2 separate regions of the Ovis aries genome follow, and region 1 is linked to region 2. The links are chromatin contacts, called in public Hi-C maps. All regions are on one chromosome and are shown on one strand. The core of a region is the stretch at or near the end of the contact, and the rest is flanking DNA. Distances in the headings are between cores, read along the strand shown.

The links. A called contact is a pair of places that touch in the nucleus more often than the background predicts.
Region 1: a Hi-C map of liver shows a contact between it and region 2, with 4 times the contacts expected there. The contact joins two enhancer-like sites. A contact is called at or near these places in 4 of 16 Hi-C or Micro-C datasets (liver, mixed tissues and tail adipose tissue).

The regions. Positions count from the first base shown.
Region 1 is chr6:97,343,412-97,349,994 of ARS-UI_Ramb_v3.0, reverse strand. All of the region lies in intron 2 of RASGEF1B (RasGEF domain family member 1B), which reads left to right. Among named protein-coding and RNA genes, the nearest start is that of TRNAW-CCA, 230 kb to the right of the region's middle. Within about 2 kb of position 4,319, at least 2 of the 54 cell types and tissues checked have an H3K27ac peak or open chromatin away from gene starts, as enhancers often do. A contact at or near this core is called in liver, where this site is marked.
Region 2 is chr6:96,952,516-96,959,829 of ARS-UI_Ramb_v3.0, reverse strand. All of the region lies in intron 4 of RASGEF1B (RasGEF domain family member 1B), which reads left to right. Among named protein-coding and RNA genes, the nearest start is that of TRNAW-CCA, 160 kb to the left of the region's middle. Within about 2 kb of position 4,844, at least 6 of the 54 cell types and tissues checked have an H3K27ac peak or open chromatin away from gene starts, as enhancers often do. A contact at or near this core is called in liver, where this site is marked.

The sequences.
Region 1 (6,583 bases), core at 3,070-5,569, 390 kb before region 2:
TCACACGGCAGACAGGATCTTAGTTCCTTGAACAAGTATTGAACCCGTGCCCCTTGCGTTGGCAGCACGGACTTTTAACCACTGGACCACCAGGGCCTAACAGTACTTTTTAACCACCCACCCTATGCCCTCCAAAATAACTAAATATGGTATCATGTTTTTCATTGTTTTCTCTGGCGGACATGTAGTTTTTACAAGTTAATTTTTTTTCCTGATTGTATTCTCTCTCTAGCTGCTTGAAATATCATGCTTTTCTAGAGGATGAGCTATAGGAGCCTCTGGAATATTTTCTCAATAATTCAGACCTGCAAGCATAACCATGTGTGTTGAAAATGATCATTCGTATCACTTTTCTCTTCTCTCAAGGACTGCACAGTATTCACAGTATGAGTCATGATCCACCTAGTTCAGCCAGGGACATGAAAATTTGCTAGCATACGATAGACCAGAGATCATTAGAGGGAGGAGGGGCCAATCCCCCTCCCTGTCTCCAGCCACTTGCTAGAGCCCAGTCTTCAAGTAACCTTGTAGCTTTCCTCTGCTTCCTCATGCACCGTTGTGAACTTCAGTGGCACAGGTGTGTATGCGTGTGTTAGTCACTCAGCTGTGTCTGACTCTTTGTGACCCCACGGACTTTAGCCTGCCAGGCTCCCCTGTCCATCGGATTTCCCAGGCAAGAATTCTGGAGGGTGTTGTCAGTTCCTTCTCCAGGGGATCTTGCCAACCCAGGGATCGAACCTGGGTCTCCCACATTACAGGCAGATTCGTTACTATCTTAGCAACCAGAGAATCCCAGTGGCACAGATACACCCCTGTAAATAGGCATTTGTGAAGCCTGTAGAGTAAGAATGGCTGGAGACAAAGCTGGAGAAGAAGTCCAGAATGCTCTGAAATAATAATAATAGCTACTATTTTTGGAGCACACATCCTCTTAAATTCTTACAAAGTACTCTCAGGTAAGCTGTCTTATTTCCATTTTCAGTTCAGTTCAGTCACTCAGTCATGTCCGACTGTTTGAGACCCCATGGGTTGCAATACTCTGCGCTTCCCTGTCCATTACCAGTTCCTGAAGTTTGCTCAAGCTCATGTCCATCAGTGATGCCATCCAACCATCTCATCCTCTGTTGTCCTCTTCTCCTCCTGCCTTCAGTCTTTCCCAGCATCAAGATCTTTTCCATTGAGTCAGTTCTTTACATCAGGTAGTCAAAGTATTGGAGCTTTAGCTTCAGCATCAGTCCTTCCAGTGAATATTCAGGACTGATTTCCTTTAGGATGCACTGGTTGGATCTCCTTGCAGTCCAAGGGACTCTCAGGAGTCTTTTCCAACACCACAGTTCAAAAGCATCAATTCTTTGGTGCTCAGCTTTCTTTATAGTCCAACTCTCACATCCATACATGACTATTGGAAAAAACCATAGCTTTGACTAGATGGACCTTTGTTGGCAAAGTAATGTCTCTGCTTTTTAATATGCTGTCTAGGTTGGTCATAGCTTTTCTTCCAGGAGGAAGTATTTTTTAATTTCATGGCTTCAGTTACCATCTACAGTGATTCTGGAGTCCAAGAAAATAAAGTCTGTCACTGTTTTCCATTGTTTCCTAATCTATTTGCCATGAAGTGATGGGACTGGATGCCATGATCTTAGTTTTTTGAATGTTGAGTTTTAAGCCAGATTTTTTTTACTGTCATATTTCACCTTCATTCAGAGGCTCTTTAGTTCCTCTTTGCTTTCTGCCATAAGGGTGATGTTATCTGCGTATCTGAGATTATTGATATTTCTCCCAGCAATCTTGAATCCAGCTTGTGCTTCATCCATTTCACACACACACACACACACACACACACACACACGCACACGCACACGCACATGCACACGCACGCACACACACACGCACAGTGATATGCCAGGGTGGATGGGGATGGAGAGGAAGACAACAAGGAGTATGAAACTCCAGATATTGGTGGCAGCCAGGAGTTGGCAAAAGATGTGAATTCTCTCCTGTTCACTTCAAACATGAGTACGAGGAGTCAGGAGCTGAGAGTAAGTTTAGTGACCACGCTTGTCTCTACATCAAGGAAATACAGTCTTAGGGACAAAGGAGAATGAGAATAATTAATTTGGAGTGAAATCCTTGTTTATGACCGCAACTCGTGTGTGCTAGCCATGTGGAGGGTCTGCTCTGGCCTCCTCAAGGAATCACTCTGTCCCAGGGAAGTCTGCAGCCCTGTTTTGTTGTGTGGGAAAAGTGAAACTTCCTCCTGTGAGCTTTTTTCTTTCTTCTGCGGTGCTCTCTTTGGCTTTACCTTGTGCCAGACCTGAAAATCTGGAGCTGTCAGCTCTAGTTCAGCCCCCGCGGAGCCCAGTGGCAGGGTTCCAATTCCTTGCGGTGGTGAATGTGACGAAGTGCTGTGTGTGGGGTAATGTTTATGGCTTTGTCAGCTGTTGGCACTGTAGCAACGGACTCAAGAATGGCCAAAGGAGCTTTAGTGATGAAGAGTGTTTATTTAGAATGATAATCTAGGGAACTGAGCTCTGGCCTCTCATCAGCAGGCCTGTCCTGGTTGAGAACATTCCCTAAAAGAAATTCTTGGTTCAGCAGTTAGCCCCAGGTCAAGTGTGACCATAGAAGATGATGTATATTGCAGTGGAGATGCTGTTTATCCCAGAAAGTCCTTTATTTGCCCACGCCCTTGTGTGTGATAGGCATCTTCTTTTCCTCCTGCATGATCCATCTGAAGATGTGGGTGATTGAAGGGACTTAGGTCTTTTTTCCTTTCTGCCCTGGCTCCATGACTCACGGTCAACTTGATCATCACCCTGACCTTATTGTTAATATTTCTGAAGAGTGAGACAGAGCTAAATCTATCCAAGTATCAGTAGGGTTAACTGTATACAAAGTGTTTTAAAATATATGATTTTTCATCTCATCCTTGTGAACTTCCACGTGGAGAAGAAAAATTTATTATAGTCTTTGAAGATGGAAGTCAATGATTTAATTAAGTTGCAAGAATAATAAGTGGAATCAGGACTAGAGATAGGTATTTCTGATTCCTAGATCTGTACCTTGGAGTAGACAAGTTATAGCTTGCTGGCCAAATATGGCCACTGTCTCTTTTTGTACAGCCTGCAAGCCTAGAGAAGTTTTCACATTTTTAAATAGTTGGGGGAAAAATAACAAAAGAATATTTCATGACACATAACACAGGTAATTCAAATTTCAGTGTTTAAAAAATAAACTTATATTTGAACACAGACACATTTATATATTTAGGCACTGTCTGATTACGGTTAGGTTACCATGACAGACTTCAGTTGTTGTGACAGAGACGTTATAGCCCATGCCACCTAAAATATTTTGTAAAAGAAAAGTTTGTCAACCACAGTAATAGACGATCAATAAGTAGAAACCTATGGAACAGTCTCTCTGCACTAGTCTGTTAAAGCTACATAAAAAGTCCCACGAACTAGGTGGCTTCAAACAACAGACATTCATTGTCTCCCAGTTCTGGGGGATAGAAGTGCAAAACTGAGGGATTAGCAGAACTGTGCTTCCTCTGAGACTTTGAGTAGAATCCTTTCTTGCCTCTTCCCAGCTCCTGGTGGTGGCTCACGGTCCTTGGGGTTCCTTTGCTTGCATCTGTATCCATTTAGTCAGTTTCTGCCTCCATCGCCATGTGGATGTCCTCCCCTCATCATCCTCTGTGACTGTCTGTGTCCAGATTTCCGGTTTCTAAAAGGACACCAGATATATTGGATTGCTGTTGTTTAGTCACTGAGTTGAGTCTGACTGTTAGGACCCCATGGACTGTAGCCTGCCAGCTTCCTCTGTCCATGGGATTTCCCAGGCAGAACACTGGAGTAGATTGCCATTTCCTTCTCAGGGGATCTTCCTGACCCAGGGATTGAACCCGCATCTCCTGCATTGGCAGGCAGAGTCTTTACCACTGAGCCACCTGGGAAGCTGCTGTATTGGATTAGGACTCCCTCTAATGACTTCATCTTACCTGGATCATCTGCAAAGACCCTAATTCCAAACAGGGTCATTTCCAGGTACCAGGGTCATCAACGTCTCTTTTTGGGGGACACAATACAACTCATAGCACTTTTTCCAATGTAGGGTATCATTCACACATTATCATCGCTCTTCCCTGCTTCCTCCCTTTGTACCTCCTTTCCCGCTTCTTTCCCCACCCTCTTACATCCCTGATTCACTAGACATTCAACAAACATTTATGCAATCATTAGTGTACTCACCGCTATGCCCGTCACGGTGCTAAAGTACAGTGTACAGAAATGACTGCGTTCTGGCTTCTGGTCTCAGTGAGCTTGCAGTGCATGACCAGCTGTCTGTGATAAGCCCTATCAGAGGGATTTGTGTAAGCTACAGTAGAGATTTGAAAGGATCTTTAGCTTTAAATTCTCAAATATTGAGCAGTAATCTTTCAAAATAATCGACGTGGTCTTCTTTAATGTACCATGGCTATTGACTCAAAAATAACAGGTGCTGATATTCTTAGAATTGTAGAGTTTCCTTACTGTTCTTTTAAAAGTCAGAAACCTTCAGCCCCTTGTCTGCCTTTATTCCTTCAGTCTCTCTTTCCTTCAGCACTGACCATGTCAGGATGGATTCTCTGTTCTGGGAAAAAACAGTGGAGTGACTCTGCGGAGGGGGTCTGGCCTGGTTATGTTAAGTCGATGGCTTTTGGGGAAACTTAGTCGTGGCTTTGTGGGATGAGGCTTTGTCGCTCTGCTCTCTCCTCCTGGCACTAATGGGTTACATTCAAATGTAGTCATGAAGTGCATAAAATACGTTCTGACAGCGTTTTCTCCCCTGGCCCCAGAACTCAGCATCTCGCTGGGCTTGTAGGATCCTCCTGGGTCATGGGTGTAAGGGCACAGCAAGGGAGGAGGTTCATCCTTTCTGTGGGGGATTCTGGTGGGACTATTTGTGGACCGCATCCTCGGGTCCGATCGTTATTATCTCTGTGCACTTTGTCAACCATGGAGTTCCTTCTGCTTCCTGCAGATTCAGAGCTTCCTCACTTCAGTTCAGTTGCTCAGTTGTGTCCGACTCTTTGCGACCCCATGAACTGCAGCACACCAGGCCTCCCTGTCCATCACCAACTCCCGGAGTCCACCCAAACCCATGTTCATTGAGTCGGTGATGCCATCCAATCATCTCATCCTCTGTCGTCCCCTTCTCCTCCTGCCCCCAATCTTTCCCAGCATCAGGATCTTTCCAGATGAGTCAGCTCTTCACATCAGGTGGCCAAAGTATTAGAGTTTCAGCTTTAACATCAGGACTGATCTCCTTTAGAATGGACTGGTTGGGTCTCCTTGCAGTCCAAGGGACTCTCGAGAGTCTTCTCCAACACCATAGTTCAAAAGCATCAATTCTTCGGCACTCAGCTTTCTCTATAGTCCAACTCTCATATCCATACATGTGATTCAGAGCTTCCTACTGGTTCTCAAATCCAAAGATGCTAACCTGGTGGAAACATCAAAGATCCACTCCCTGTAGGAAGAGGATGAGGGAACTGATGCTAAAAAGTAATGCCTCTTCTCCCAGTGGTGTCCTTTTCCTGGAGTTCACAGTTGCTGCTGACCTTTGTATTCAGACTTTGTGTATGTGTGTGTATACACACACACACACACACACACACACACACACACACACACACATATATATATATGTCTCCATTCTAGTTAGCCTTTTAAAGGAGCTTCTTTGATGTTTTTTAAAATTAAATTCACTATGAATGCCAATATTCTTCAGCTTTTATAAATGGTGCAGAGTAAGAAGAAATTAATATTGACTTATTGGTAAAGAACCTCTGACATTGATATGGCGAGACTACAGTAACCTTGCTTTGTTAATTTTAACTGAATTTCACATTTTACCCTAATGCTCCCAGAGTTCAATTCCTGTGTCACAGTCTACCCCAGAAATACTTCTGAAGGCCAATGACCCAAATCTTGGCTTGACCACTTACTACCTAAGAAAACTGGGGCAACTTGCTTACCCTCTCTGTTTTCTCAGTGTCCTATAATGAGTGAAACAGGTACTCTACAGGGATGTTTGGAAGTTCAGGTGAGACAGTGTGCATCAAAGGGCTTTAGAAATGGGAAGTTTTATATAAATGTCAGAAGGTTTCACTACTGTCCTGATGAAAATTAATGCTATGGAAATTCCAGTCAGAGATTCATTTTCTTCTTTTCTGTGACCTTAAAAGGCAGAGTTACACTGCCATGAATTTGTTTGGGGTATTTCTTAGACTATTGGTTCTCAAGGTGTGGTTCCCAGACCAGGATCAGGAACTTTACCTGAGAATGTGTTAGAAACACAAATTCTTGGACCCCCACCTCAGACCTCCTGAATCAGAATCCCTAAGGGGGGAGCCCAACGTCTGTGTTTTAATAAGAACTCCAGGTGATTCTCCTGGCACTAACGTTTGAGATTCACTGGCTTAGAGTTATACCCAACTGCGTGTGTGCAGACTCTGATTTTTCTGATTTTTTAAAAAATCGGAGTATAGTTGCTTTACAATGTTGTCTTGGTTTCTGCTGTACGACAACCTGAATCA
Region 2 (7,314 bases), core at 3,595-6,094:
GAATCTTATTTCACAGCACAGTTCCCTTTCATTGTGGCACCTGTAACCGCCTCAGTTTTACGTTTTGTTCGGGTGACGATTTTCTTAATGTTTGTCCTCCACTAGACTGTAAGCTTTATAATTGCAAGGACCAACCTGGAGTGTGCCCCCAGCGTTTGGCACAACCCTGGCACTCAGGCTTTCCATAAATATTTGCTGAGCGAATGTTCTTGTGGTTTCTCTCCGCTCCCTTCTGAAAGTTACACGGACAGTAACCTCTAGCTCATAATTATGTTAATAGAGACGGTATAACAAGTCGGGCCGGTATTTACAGGTAGCACACAAGTAAACGAACACACACAGGCACACACATGACTGCACAAACAGCCCCCGGCAGGTGCACTTGGGAGGAAGCGCACGCCGACCGAGCTAGCCGAATCAGCGTTGGTAAACACTGCGGCGCCGGGCTCCGCCGGCCTCCGCAGCGTGGGCGGGCACCGAGGCAACCTCGCTGCTGGAGTCCCGGGCCCCTGGGGACGCGTGGGCGGGTCCCGGGCGCCGGGGGCGGTGGCAGAGTGGGCGGGGATCTTCGCCGTGATTGGCCCGTGAGGAAGGGCGCGGGGCGGGGCTGACGGCGGGGGCGGGCCTTCGGAGCCAAGTGGGTGTGCGCCCCGGCCGCGGCCGTAGTTTCAGTATAAACAAGACACCAGACTGGTTGGACAGAGTTCGTTTTTTTCACCCCTCATCTTCCCGCGCTCTTTCGCTCCCTGTCCTTTGGTTGCGTTGGTGGGCACACGGAAAGCAGTCGGGAAGCCGAGGACGCGGGGTCCATCTGCAGGTGAGTTGTTCCCTGATCAGTAGTTCTGGGAGAAACCAGAGCCCGGCTGCGGGAACGCGCTACCCTGCTGCGCGCTGCCCTCTCCCAGGCTCTCGGACTCGCTCCCGCTGTCGGTGCCCCTGGAGGCGTCGGGAGAGCAGGGTGAGCGAGCGCTCTTGGTGCAGAGCGTTCCGCGAAAGCGAGTGGAGTGGGGAGTTCTCCTGCCTGGCCGCCGAGGGCGTCTGGGGCCGCCCTTGGAGCGGTCACGATGCCAACAGGTGCGGGACCCAAGCCGATGGGGTCCAGGAGGGGACAGGCTTGGATTTTTGCCTTGTTTTTCTCAGCCGGATCCCACGGCCAGGCCTTCTGTCTCGAGATCTTGGTATAGGTTTTGAGGATCTATCCGAGACCTAGTCGCTGTTCATCCTCTCTTCATCCTCTTCTCCCTTCCTGGGTTGTTTTCTTCTACTTCTTGGCTAGTTTTCGTGCGTGGGTGGGTTGGGCGGAGGGGTGCTGTTTATTTTTTGGTGTCGGAGCCTTAAAATCTTAAGGTTTGACTTAGAAGAGACAAGGGAACAGAAGTCATGTGCTCACCACTGACACGGTAATATTCTTTAATTCCTCTGTTTAGCTGGCTACTTGGGACAGAGTGTCCCCTTGCTCTTGCCTGAGCTCAGGTGAGTCGTCTTGGGTCACCTGGCTGGGAGATAGTAATCTGAACTGTGGGTACCTGGGAGCCTCGCGGGCTGCTGGCGGGAGGAAGGCTCCTTTCTCGGGGAACCGTGGAAACTTCAGTGCTGTTCCTGAGAAAAAGCAGAACAGGGGGTCTGGAGAGTACGTGGGTGTGTCTCTCTGTCTACGTACCACTGGAGTATTGATTCTCACCCTACCCCAACGTGATCCGCGCAGGTCAGGCGAGAGCAAAGTAGCTAAGTCCTCTGACAGTGCCGAGTGGCGCAAGTGTACCAAGAGGGCGTCTCTAGGGAGCGACCCTCTTTTCTGAGTGGATGGATATGCTCATCTTTGCTAACGAATTCAGTGGGTATAGTGTATATGGATGGATATGCACACAAATTTGTGTACGTGTGTTTGGGTCGAAGGCGTCTCCAAGGAGTCGTTCGTCAGCAGCACCATGTGACAGGGGTCAGGGACTGCTGGTGCGCGTAGATCTATATTTAGACCTCGATGATCTGATGGCCTGGGAGGGTCTCGGAACTGGGTGCATAAAGGGGAAGAGTTCAGGGATCAGGCTTTTGCCCTCTTGATTAATGTCTGGTACAGTCAGACTCAGATGGGGTGAATAATTATTCTTTCCTTCTGAAGACAGCGGCTAGAGCTTAGCATGTGATGGCTGTGTCTTAATTTAAAACATAGACCGTGGTGATAAGCCTAGGCTAAGAAACAAGGAGGTTACAGTTCACCAGAGTATATGCCCGATCAGAGATTTGGGAGGAAAACAACTAGTCAGGTGAGGTTTAGGGCAAATGTAGAAGTGACTTCTAAAAGGATATAAAAATATAAATGCTAGGCTGTTGAGATTTTCGTAACAGATTAAAAAGTGTGGCAGCTTGTTGGATCCTATTATTAATGGTTATTTTATTTGGGGGGGAGGGAGGAGGGGGTTGGGCCAGGGAGGACCTGGGGCATTTTTGACAGAAATCAGGGTTCACAGCTGATGCTCTGTTACACCTGTCAGGCAAAAAGTGGAGAAGATCAGCTACTGATTAGCAAGTTTCTTGTTGGCATCCTTCTACATGTTGGTCAATCCTTTGTTTTCCTAGAGGTGGCAACATTTCTGGCTACTAAGCCTAGTACTTTCCAGTGGTCTAATGGACTATTAAAGTCTTAGAATTTATGTCACCCTTGGTGCACTTTCAGTCTTGCTCTATTTTATATGCTCCACTAGACACTTAATCTGATGTTTGAGATCCTACTGACTTTTGGAGTAGAAAATCATAAACCATTTGTATTTATTTTTTAAAATTTAATTTATTCTTATCCATATATTAAATATTTAAATATTATTTACCATAATTCATGCTTATTACTAACACTGCATTCTTACAGTCTAAAAATAGCTACTAGCTAATAAGCTACAATAGACAAAAACATATCAATTGAATAACACCTCTCTAGGAGAAAAAAGAAATGGTTAAGAAAATTGAAAGGGCAAAGCTAGGTGATGGTCTATGTTGGTAAGGTACCTAATATGGCAGAGGAAAAGATGGGTTCAACTTCATCAATCTCCAGAGGTGGCCTGGAACAATTGGACTTTGGAGGAGAATTCGGATGACCCCAGAGAGAATATCTGCTTGAACAAGAGATGAGGAAATGTATCCTCCCTTCCTTGGGAGAAGAATCTGGCATCTCTGAAGCAGGGACTTAGAATCTTGATTCTGATGCCACAGATAATAAATGGAAAAGCCAACATTTTGTGTGGTTGTAAGGAGACGAATTATAATATTGAAAATACTTAAGATTGATGAGGTTTTTGTCTTTGGTGGTTGAATTCAGATGTTACCTCCCCTTCAGTTGTACTTTGGGGTTTGCAGTTAAATTTATAAAAATTAGATTTGTGCAACCCTCTCATCCTAGAATGACAGATGTAGCCAAGTGCTATAGGCAGATTTCTGCCTTGGAAATAGAGAGGAGGGGTCTAATCAGTATGGAGCCCTAACAAGTCACTCCTTCTCTCCCTATGCCTGCAACATCTGTGAAATTGATGAGTTGTCACACTAGATGATTTATGAGTCTCTTTTAGCTCTGTGTTAGCTGACTTATTTTGCTATACTATCACTTCATTCATTTGTACCATTTATTGGCTGTGGAAGAATGAAGGCTGAAGTAATGATCTGTGGTTAGATGTTCAGCTACTTTCTGGGTACACAAAAATGAAGACAGGAGAGTGAAATTTCTTATTGATGAAAATTATGTAAAGATTTACTGTTTGCCTGAACTGCCTTTTGTTTTTCTCCTACAAGTGTTTTTAAAAATGCTAGTTTTCAAGAAGGCTGAATGAGGAAAATTTTTTGACCTTTTAATTTAGTGTTACTATTAAAACCGATCATCTTAAAATCAATCTTTTGACAAGTCTGTATATTACTTTATATGGTCTGTATATTACTTTGTTTCGAGGTATGTCTATGTCTAGAAGTCATTCAGTTGATTCATATTTTATTAGGAAACTCTGGTATGAAAATTACTGTAACACAGAGAAAGCACAAGTTAGTCTTGTAAGAAAGGAAAGCACTTTATAGACCACTAATATCCTTCTGTTTATCTAAAAGGGAAGAATGGAGGAGGGGTGGCAGATAAGGGTAATTTTTCAAGAACTTGCAGTCAAAAAAATAGTATTATCCCAGTAACCATGTTGATAGAAAATTATACTTGTTTACTAAATGTCCTAAGTATCAGGTTATTTTCCTACTGAGGTAAATTGGGTGTAGAAACATAAACCCTTTTAGTTAAGGTTGCTTCCCCATTTGATATTCTGTAATTTGACTTGAAATCTATCATGTGTAAATGATGATTCCACTACTTATCTCTGTGCTGTGCAATATGGTAGCCAGTGCTGTTCAGTAACTAGCCACATGGGGATATATGAACTTAAGTTTAACTAAATTAAACAAAACAAAAAAAATTGCACGAGTCATGTTTTAAGTGCTCAATAGCTATGTGTGTAAGTGGCTGATGTATTGGCCAGAAAAAGAAAGTTTCAAATATCTCAGCAAGCTCTTTTTGACAGCCCTTAATTAGATGATGATGATTTTGATTATCCAGAAGATCATTTTTATTCCTCTGGGAAAATGACAATTAATTCTCATCATAAACAGCACCCAAGACGTAAGGAAATAAGACCGACTGGCTTTGTATGTTTGCAACTGTATTTCATGAGCAATGCCACCTTCCAAAGTTCAGTAATTTGCCACAATCACACATGCCAATTTCTCAAAAAATTTCCCCCAGAACTCCCAATTGTCCTTTTACTTTTCTAAACCAGCACCTACTGTTTCTGCTAGAATGCACCAGCCCTTTCAACGACAAGGAACGTGGAGCCATCTACTGTTAAGGCCAGGAACTGCATGGAAGTTGTAGATGAAAAACTGTAGGAAGAATATGCATGGGGATCATTTCCTACAAAAAAAAAAAAAATAGTAAAGATTTATCTCAAAGAAAGGTTTTAAATGATCCTCCAGGCCTATTTATAGTTTCCATGTACTGAATTGTTATTTTGTGTCTTGATAAACTGCTGACAAGATATTCCCAAGTCAAAAGATGACAAACTTTAGCTTTGTTTTTCTTCCAGGGAAACCAAAGATAGTAATTATTTGAGTCAGAATTCTTTTCCTTCGTTGATTAGGAATTAGTTTTTTTTTTTTTTTAAAGTAGCATCTAGGGGAAATGAAGCAAAATGCAAATTCATTTTTTTATATGGAAACCTGTAACAAATCAGGAAATATCCCTATTTCATGCTTATAGAGAGAAATAGGACCTTCTTTCCTCAGAAATACTGATTATTTCCCCTTGACTGTGAGATCTCCTAAGCATCTGGGGCTCAGTTCCAAAGAATGTACTTATCTGGGAGTTACTTACTTTTTGTTCTCACGCCAAAGAGGTGAGTCCATTCTTACTTGTCTGCTCTGCATTGTTTGTAATCTCAACACAATACCTCTTTTTTCAAGGAGGTTAACAAAGGTGTAGCTTTACTAGCATCTAGAGATGCTGCTAGGGAGAAATGAGAAGATCATCTTTGAGATGTTTTCAAGCTCAAAATAAGCATGTTTTAGATTGTGTTGGAAACTTGATTTTACTTTCTTCCAACTCAGATCCATAATTAGAGAAACACTCTCTGAGCCTACTGTTGACTGTTGTCTTCTGAGATTCCACAGTGCCTGAAGGAGGACAAAAGTACTTGAGATCCCAGCTGGAGTCAAGCTGAAATATGTGAACTCTTTTTTCATTCCCATCTCTGGAACCTCAAGTGAGAAAGGGAAGTGGTGGCCTCTCACCAAAGGGCAAAGTTCCTCTGGAATCTAGATGGGAATTTGGGAACCAGTCATTCCCGGATCTTAAATTAAGCCTCTCCTTACTAAGCAAATATGGTTTCGAAGTTCAACTGTGATAGAGTGGCTATCCTCTACCTCACTGGGACACATGCCCAGCATTTTTGAACAGAAGCAAAAAGATAGTAATCAATATAAAGGCATTGGGTTTATTAAATATCTCACCAAGGCGCTCTATGATGAAATAGGGAGAAATACACCTCTTTTTTTTCTTACACTCCTACCCTTTGCAATCTCATTCTCCTGGGTGTAAATGAAATGCTGACTTGACATCTTGGTAGAGATTTACAAAACACCTAAAGCAGATGTTGAAGGATGGCCTTTGATTTAGTTCCCACACCCATCTTTTCCTGGCCCTCTTTTCCAATTTGCATTGTCACCTGAAACCACCTTAGCCTCATGCACCTGCCTCCCCATAAATAACCTTGTGCAAAAGCAGTCGCTGATTCAAGCACAGTCTGCTTTTCATCTGGTGCCTTAGTTGGTTTGAAACCATTAGGCATGCCTTTCAAATCCATTCATCCCTTAAATCACCCAGAGCCTGCTTCCTTGCTGCTGGATCAATGTCACGCTGAACTCTGGCAGGGTCCTTGAAAGAACATGATATATCTTTGTGACTGAATTAGCTGCTCCTGTGAGATATCTTGTCTGTCAACCAACTTTCCAGGTTCCCAAATTCATTTTAAGAAAGAGCATTCATCTTGTATACCTGGATTGGGTATCGCTTACTTCCCCTTCGGAAGTTTCCCAGAAGAACCTGTAATCTGTATGCTAATTCTGGCGACTCAAAGCTTTCTTTTATCCTGGGTCATTGTTTTAAAAACCAAATTCATTTCCCATTGTCTCATTGCCTTCTCTCCATTCCAAAGTCCTCAGTTTGTGGAGGGTGTGGGAGGCGGGGAGGCCTATTTAATTATCTCTGCCCCCCCAAAAAAGAAGTGTCTTTTTCATTCTCTTTAACTCCATTGGATCAGTACTACCAGGAAAAAAAAAAAATATTGCTTTCTAAGGAGCCAGTTTTGAATGTGTTACACCAAGGTTCTCTTCAGAACCACCATATTCTCCTTCTTTGAGGAAGTGGGTAATAAATACGATCCAAGTTCTGTACAGGCCAGCACACATACTTCCTAATCTGAGATCTGAACTCTCTAAAAGTATATACACATTTGTTGGTTGATTTCTTGCAGAGAAGTTTGTGATCTCCCTAAAGAGCTAGAGCCACTGGCCAAATAGAATATATTCTGAGTTTCCAGCAACTGGGTTACAAATGAAACTTTGCAAGGTGAGAACTGTTTGTGAGGTTAACCTGTCTCTTAAGCCTTATCTTCCTGGTAGTAATTTGAATAGAGTCAACAGCTTTTTCAAGCATCTCACATAAATCTCACTTTTTCCAAAGGAGTTAACTGCTTTGAAGTTTGACTTAACCAGCAAATTAAGGACTCTGCTTAATCGCCT